2 separate regions of the Mus musculus genome follow, and region 2 is linked to region 1. The links are chromatin contacts, called in public Micro-C maps. All regions are on one chromosome and are shown on one strand. Each heading gives the region's core, a stretch centred on a gene start, on an enhancer-like site or on the middle of the called end of the contact. The rest is flanking DNA. Distances are from core to core; before and after follow the strand shown. Region 1 overlaps Gprc5a (G protein-coupled receptor, family C, group 5, member A). Region 2 overlaps Gm44140 (a long non-coding RNA gene).

Region 1 (3,622 bases), core at 659-3,158:
GCTACATTCAAGTTACAAGTTCATGGCTTCTAAAAGCCCCTGCCCGGGGCATGGTGGGGCATGCCTTTAATCTCAGCACTCCAGAGGCAGAGGCAGGTGGGTTTCTGAGTTCGAGGCCAGCCTGGTCTACAGAGTGAGTTCCAGGACAGCCAGGGCTATACAGAGAAACCCTGTCTCGAAAAACCAGCCAACCAATAAATAAATAAATAAATAAATAAATAAATAAATAAATAAATAAATAAATAGTAAAAGCCCCTGCTACTTATAGCTGCTATACAAAGTGCTTGACAAGTGCAGATTCTGAGAGTGTGAATTCTTTGGTTAATAATGGAGATATGATTGGTATGAAGATAGACAGTGTTTCTGGTAAAGTATCCAGAAAACATTCTCGTGATTTTGCTGGTTATTTATTTTATGTATGGCATCTGCCGAGGACTAATTTAAAAAAGTCTATAGGGGCTGAGGAGATGTCTCAGTGGGTAAGAGAGAGTGCTTGATGCGTAGGTATGAGGATGAGAGTTAGGATCATGAGTTAGCACCCGTGTAAAACCCAGGCCATGGCAGCAGATGGCCATGCATGGATGCAGAGGCAAACAGATCCCGGGAGTTCCCTAGCCAGCCAGTCCAAGAAAACAGTGAGCTTCCTGTACAGAGAGACTCTGTCCCAAGGGAAGAGAGCCATAGAGGAGGACGTTTAGTGTCCTTCTCTGGCTTCTGCATGTTAGCACACAGCCACACATACATGACGTACATACATTTTAACGTCTTCTCATTATGATGCTTTTCTTCTTTACCGTGGTGGATCTCGGATTCATTTTGTTTTGTTGGTCTGGGTTTTACCTTGAACTTGCTGGGAGCCCAGGTGTGTGCCATCACACAGTGATTTCTAGTATTTTATTGCACTCTCTCATGAAAGTCTACTTTATAGTACAGCTTTGTTTGGAGTAAGAGTAAGATGGCCCCACTCTCAGGCACTGTATGAAAGTGGAAAATGGCCCTGAGCCTCGTTCTCAAACTTGTCTCCGTCTGTTTTGGTGCCATGATGATGATGATGATGGTGGTGGTGGTGGTGATGATGATGATGGTTTTCTTCCCACCAATCACTGCCTAGAGACTCAACTCAGTTATGTTAGTAAAGCATTATTCACAGGACGCTGCCATGATGTGTCATGGTTATGTGATGGGAACTGGGGTGGTTACCCGTACAGGGGATCCCGCAGAGGTACTTCCCACCTAACTAATCCTTTTTCAGCTGCAGAAACATTTTTGTGGGACTCCTCCCTTGGAAGAACTCAGCCTGGATAAACGTAGGAGGGTCAGAAAAATGTGCACAGATTCATTTTTAAGATCTCTTACTCCTTTAGCTGGGTGTGGGAACTCATGGATGAGAGCCCATTACCTGGGAGACGGTGTCAGGAGGGTCAGGAGTTTGAGGCCAGCCCTGGTGACACGAGAATGAGACTCTGTCTCAAATAAATAAATCATCCTATTACTCACACTTGAGGAAGTATTCGGCAGTCAATCTTAGTCCAAAATACTTGCTCAGAATCACTGTGCAGAACCACATACAGAGAGAGATGCCAACAGACAGGGGACTCGATCTGTGTCCTCACGGAGCTTGTTAGCTACTGGTGTTAACATATAGTCACTACCAGGCATACAGGAAAATGAGTACTTCACTGTCAGGGCTAGGAAGAGACCGATGCGTTTAGAATGAGGTGGGATTAACCATACTGTGATACAAGTTCCCAGTAGAGGTTATGTTGAGACCAAGCTTTGAAGAAATACATCATTATTGTGAGCAGAAGGGAAGGAAGTATGATTTTGTCTGAGAAGGCCTTTAACAGCCCCAAATTCCTATTTGTATAGAAAACACTCTTGGAATGCTGGGTGTGGTAGTGTATACCAGGAATCCTGGCACTCAAGAGCTGGAGGCAGGAGGATTGTGATTTTGAGGTCAGTTTAGGTTACTTACATATTCAGACCCAGTCTTTAAAAAAAAAAGAAAGGCCTGCTGGTGGTGGCACACATCTTTATTTAATCTCAGCACTTGAGAGGCAGAAGCAGGTAGATCTCTGTGTTCCAGGCTAGCCTGGTTTACAGATAGAATCAGGATAGCCAGGGCTACATAGAGAGACCCTGTCTTTAAAAACCAAAAAGAAAAAGGGAAAAAAAAGGAAGCAAGGGAGGGAGGGAGGGAGGGAGGGAGGGAGAGAGAGAGAGAGAGAGAGAGAGAGAGAGAGAGAGAGAGAAAGGAAGAAAGAAGGAAAGAAAAAGGAGGAGAGAAAGGGGCTGGAGAGATGGCTCAGCTGTTATAAGCACTTGTTCTTCTAGAGGACCTGAGCTCAGTTCCCAGAACGCAATGAGGTCATAACCAACTGTAACTCCAGCTCCAGGGGATTCAACAGATACCCTCATTTGGCCTCCGTGAGCACCTGTATATGTGTGTGTCACACACACACACACACACACACACACACACACACACACACACACACACACACCACAGTTTAAATTTTTTGCTTAAATGAAATGAAAGCGATCACTTGGAGAATTTGCATGTGTCAAGCCCCATTAAAAAACTCACATAGCCTTGGACAAAGACTTTGATTTCTTTTTGGCTTAGTTTTCTCAGCTGTCAAGGGAGTGATAAAATACCAGATGGCACCTCACATCTGTAATCCCGACTCTTGAAGGTAGAGTCAGAAAGATCAAAATGTTCAAGGTTATCCTCTGCTACATAGCGAGTCCAAGGCCAACCTGGGCCACATCGAGACCTTATTTAAAAACAAATAGACATTAAAGTGGGACAGGAGGATTAAATGAAACAGTACATGGCTCAATAAAATTTTGCTAAGGTTTGAGCTCTTACTATTCCTATATTGCTTCGCTTGCATGTCCTGCATGTTTCTGCTCCCTGTCCTGGGACAATGGCAACCCCTAGTTGCCCTTGAGAGTTTAGGAATTGACCTGACCTCTGCCCATGCTCGGGGCCTTTCTCTCCTACCTCCGTAACAACCTCTAACAACCTCACACCTCTGGTTATCTCTTCCCCCTCTTCTCCCAGCCTTCCTCACATCTCAGTCCCCTCATCCTGGTAGGCTAGGTCACGGTTGCACGGTTGCCGAAGTGCACGTTCTCAGCACTTCCTGACTGCCTACGTGGACAGCTGGTCAGTCACCTGACACACTCTGTTGGCTCTCTAAGGGTGGCAGCCACACTTGGGGTCTGTGGGATTTGTCCACTTGGCGCTGGTTGGTGAGGAGCACTGACTGCACGAAGTCAGTTCTGGAGACATCTCAACAGTCAGACCTGGACACTTTGATAGAGCAGCAGTTCTCAACCTGTGGATCTCCCCCTCCCCCAGCCTTTGGGGGAGGGGGAGTGACTCTTTCACAGGGGTCACACATCCTGCATGTCAATGAATGCATTACAATCAATAGCAAAAGCAAGACTACGGTTTTGAAGTAGCAGCGCAGTACTTTTATGGTTGGGGGTCACCACAACATGAGGAACTGTGTTAAAGTGTCACAGCATTAGGAACCGCTGGTGGAGAGTCTGTGAGATGCTGGGTAAGGTAGAAGGCTCTGGAGACCTTGATGGTGACCCAGAGGAAATAAAT
Region 2 (3,622 bases), core at 643-3,142, 1.4 Mb after region 1:
AGGGAGAGGGAGAGGGAGAGGGAGAGGGAGAGGGAGAGGGAGAGGGAGAGGGAGAGGGAGAGGGAGAGGGAGGGGAAGAAGAAGCCGGTCAGGAACATGTGGTGAGAGAGGATGGAGGGGAATGGAGAGAGAAGGGAGAGAGAGAGTAATAGGATAAGAGAATGAGAGAGTAAGAGAGTGAGGAGGGGGCAAGCAGCCCCTTTTACTGTGAGTCAGACACACCTGGCTGTTGCCAGGTAACTGCAAGGCAAAGCCTAGAAGGAATGCTAACAAGGGTGGCTGATTTTGAATCTAGAAAGAGCAGCAAATGATTCTGCAGGAGTGATCTTGGTGGCAAAGGAAGGAAGTCCATGCTAGGGTGAGTTGTTGAGTCCTGGTTGGACATGTTAGTCGGTGAAGTGAGATAAGTAAATTTGATAGCTGGACCTTGGTGGTCAGCATCAGGAATGAGTCAGACATAAGTAAGTATTCAAATAAGAAGTCTAGTGGGGAGTCCAGTGGTTTAACAAAAGGGAAGGGTGAGGGAGGACCTCCCCCCCTCCCAGCACCAATTTTGCCACGTTTGGGCCTGTTTGAGCTATTCATTTCTTATCCTTGTTAGTGACTATATTGTGTCCCACTCAAAATTCCTCTTGTGTATGTTTATGCATGTGCAGGTGTGGAAGCTTGAAGACAACTTTTAGGAGTCAGTTTGAGGCAGGCGAGCACAGCCTCCACCTGTTTCTGAGGCAAGGTCCCTAGCTAGTTTTCTTCTGCTGGGTTGAACACTTTAGGTTAGCCAGTATTAGGACAAAGCAGCGGAAACGGAAGCTTGGTGGGTGGGAGCCAAGAAACATCACAGTCACATTATGCCACAGAGCTAGTGCAAGAGCTTTATTGGGGGAGAACAAAAGAGAGATTGAGAGATAGGAAAAATAAACAAGACAGAGAGGGAGAGAGAGAGAGAGAGAGAACATGAAACAGTAAACAAGGGAGGGGGGGGGAAAGGAAGGAGGAGAAGAGGAATCAGGGAGGGTGGAGAGAGAGAGAGGGAAAGACAGTGCACATTTGAGCTAGCCATGACTTTTAAAGAGTTTACAAGTTGATACACAACTCATATCGACCATGGAAATGCACTGCACCTGGCACAGTTGGGTGATGACTTAAGCTGCTGCCACCGAGTCACTGAAAGGCAGGCTGGAGGACCACCAAACTTAACACATTTAACAGCTGTCCTGTGAGCTTTTGGGCAACTCTGTTTTGCCTCACATCTCATCATAAAAGCACTAAGATTGCAGATGCGTGCTATATCGCATGGCTTTCAGCAGGACTCCAGTGATCTCTGTTTAGGTTCAGGCTTGTGAATTACACATTTTTATCTACTCAGTCATCTCTACACATAAATCTCTGTTGAAGCAGGATGTGGTGGTTGCTCTCTTGCCCGTAATCCTAGCACTTGGGAGTTGCAGAGAGAAGAGTCAGGCGTTCAAGGTCATCCAAGTGGCCATACTGAGTTGGAGGAAGGAAGAAAAGAAGGAAGGAAGAATGAAAGAAAACTATGTTGAATCCCTAACCTCCATGTGGCTGTTTTTGGAAACAGCATCTTTGTGGAGGGGGTTGAGATTAAGCAAGGGTACGAAGGTGAGCACTGAATCCACATGACTGATATCTTTATAAGACAAGACTCCAGAGATGTGTTCAACATAAAGAGGAGACACATTAAGGATACAACCACCAGAAAACAGAGAATTGAGGTCTCAAGAGAGATGAAGTCTGGCCATAGGTTATCCAGAACTCTAAGGCCCCAGAACCAAGAGCATGTGAAGTTCTGCCATTAAAGCTCTCAAGGCAGAGGTATTTTGTTATGACAGACACGGATGACTAACACATTCCCTTATGATTGCCGCTCAGAAGTTCCTCTTTAAGCTACATCTTCCATGACCATATCTGGGTTCCCTTTTGAAGCATTGTGATGAGCTTAGGTAATGCACTGCTTATCTAGCCCTTGAGCTGTCAGTCAACTGAGAACCGCCCACATTCCAGAATTAGGTGCTCCCACCCGCCACTCAGCCTTTAGTGACTCAGAGCCAATGGCCATGTCTTCACTACTGTCCAATGGGAATCCTTTTCATGGGCATGCTCCATACCTCCCCTATAAAGCCCACCATCATGACCTGTTTGCTGCTGGCTCCATTCCTGCTTTTAAAGGCAGCCACCATTTTGTGATTCCACACCCCAATAAGTGTCTTGTTCGGTGAGGTCTCCTTGATGATGTATGCTATTCCTCGGTATTCCTCGGATCCCCAAGATCCCCTTCCACTGTAAACCCTTTCACTTTCTACCTATGTAGACTTGGGGATTCCTTTAAGCCTCAAATACACTCACAGATATTTACATTCAATATAATAGCTACAAGTATAATTTCATTTCTTTTTTTTTTTTACATACATTCAGTTAATTACTCAGCTAAAAGTAATTGTTTCCAAGCCCGAAAATTGATGTTTTATTGTATTGTTAGAGACAAAGAGCAATCCCAGCGCTACACAAAGAAACACAGGAACAAAGTGAAAGCCGCTCAGCAAGACTTTCTTCCTGCTAAAGGGGAGCCCCAGGGTTAGCAAGCACACTGGGTCAAGATGGCTCCCATCTTCTGTTCCTCACGTAGGTGTGACTGTGTCTCATCCCACTGGTGGGAGTTCAGCTCCACAGGCTGATGTGATTGGCTAATTGGTACAAAGTGGGAAGGGAAAGAAAAAAAGGGTCCTTGCCAGACTAACTTTGATAAGAATAAACAAAAGTTTCTCACAGTAGTATTCTATCTGCCCATTCATTCATTTGCCTCTCAGTATAAGGACAACTACTTTAAAATTGTTGAAAACAGACTTAAAACGAGAGAACATCTTTACAAGTTTCTGAGACTTAATGTTTTTGTATGATGATGTGAAAAACAAATTTTATCCTGCTAAGATCATAGTTTTTAGCTGATGGATAGAATTAATTCTATCTTGAGGTGCAAAATCTATTGTCCTTTTTTCCTGGCAGGGGAACAAGTGACTAATTTCACGTTCGAGCCTCTCAAGAAGCTCTGTTAGCCGAGTGGCAGTCTCCTACATCTCTGTTCTTCACTGTCTGTTTCTAGCCTCTCAGGCTTAGTGTGGTGACGCAGCTGTGGCACACGAAAACCATTAATATTTTCCATCGTGTCTTCTAAATGCACAACCTCAAACAGTGTGTGGTCTCCTTGGCCTGCTACAGTGGGTAAACATTTGGTACCACATTACCAGTTCTCTGATACAGATATTATACTGCATCATTTACGTGGGTGTCAGGTTTAGTACCATGTTCATGAGTACTTGTTTGAAGGCAAGACCACACACACACACAGACCCCTACTTATCCAAAAGTGGAACCCACAACAGATCAAAATAACAGTTATACCAAAGTCCAATGTATTGAACCAGTGATTTATTGGGGTTACTTAAAGGAACATGGGCGCCGGGTGATGATGGCGCATGCCTTTAATCCCAGCACTTGGGAGGCAGAGGCAGGTGGATTTCTGAGTTCGAGGCCAGTCTGGTCTATAGAGTGAGTTCCAGGACAGCCAGGGCTACACTGAGAAACCCTGTCTCGAAAACACCAATCA

What was found. A called contact is a pair of places that touch in the nucleus more often than the background predicts.
Region 2: a Micro-C map of embryonic stem cells shows a contact between it and region 1, with 5 times the contacts expected there. The contact joins two enhancer-like sites. A contact is called at or near these places in 1 of 39 promoter capture datasets (hippocampal neurons) and 1 of 484 Hi-C or Micro-C datasets (embryonic stem cells).

Annotation. Positions count from the first base shown.
Region 1 is chr6:135,068,648-135,072,269 of GRCm38.p6, forward strand. The region is part of intron 1 of Gprc5a (G protein-coupled receptor, family C, group 5, member A); the gene reads left to right. Among named protein-coding and RNA genes, the nearest start is that of Gprc5a, 4.8 kb to the left of the region's middle. Within about 2 kb of position 1,909, at least 41 of the 459 cell types and tissues checked have an H3K27ac peak or open chromatin away from gene starts, as enhancers often do. A contact at or near this core is called in embryonic stem cells, where this site is marked.
Region 2 is chr6:136,490,484-136,494,105 of GRCm38.p6, forward strand. All of the region lies in intron 3 of Gm44140 (a long non-coding RNA gene), which reads right to left. Among named protein-coding and RNA genes, the nearest start is that of Gm44140, 26 kb to the right of the region's middle. Within about 2 kb of position 1,893, at least 111 of the 459 cell types and tissues checked have an H3K27ac peak or open chromatin away from gene starts, as enhancers often do. A contact at or near this core is called in embryonic stem cells, where this site is marked.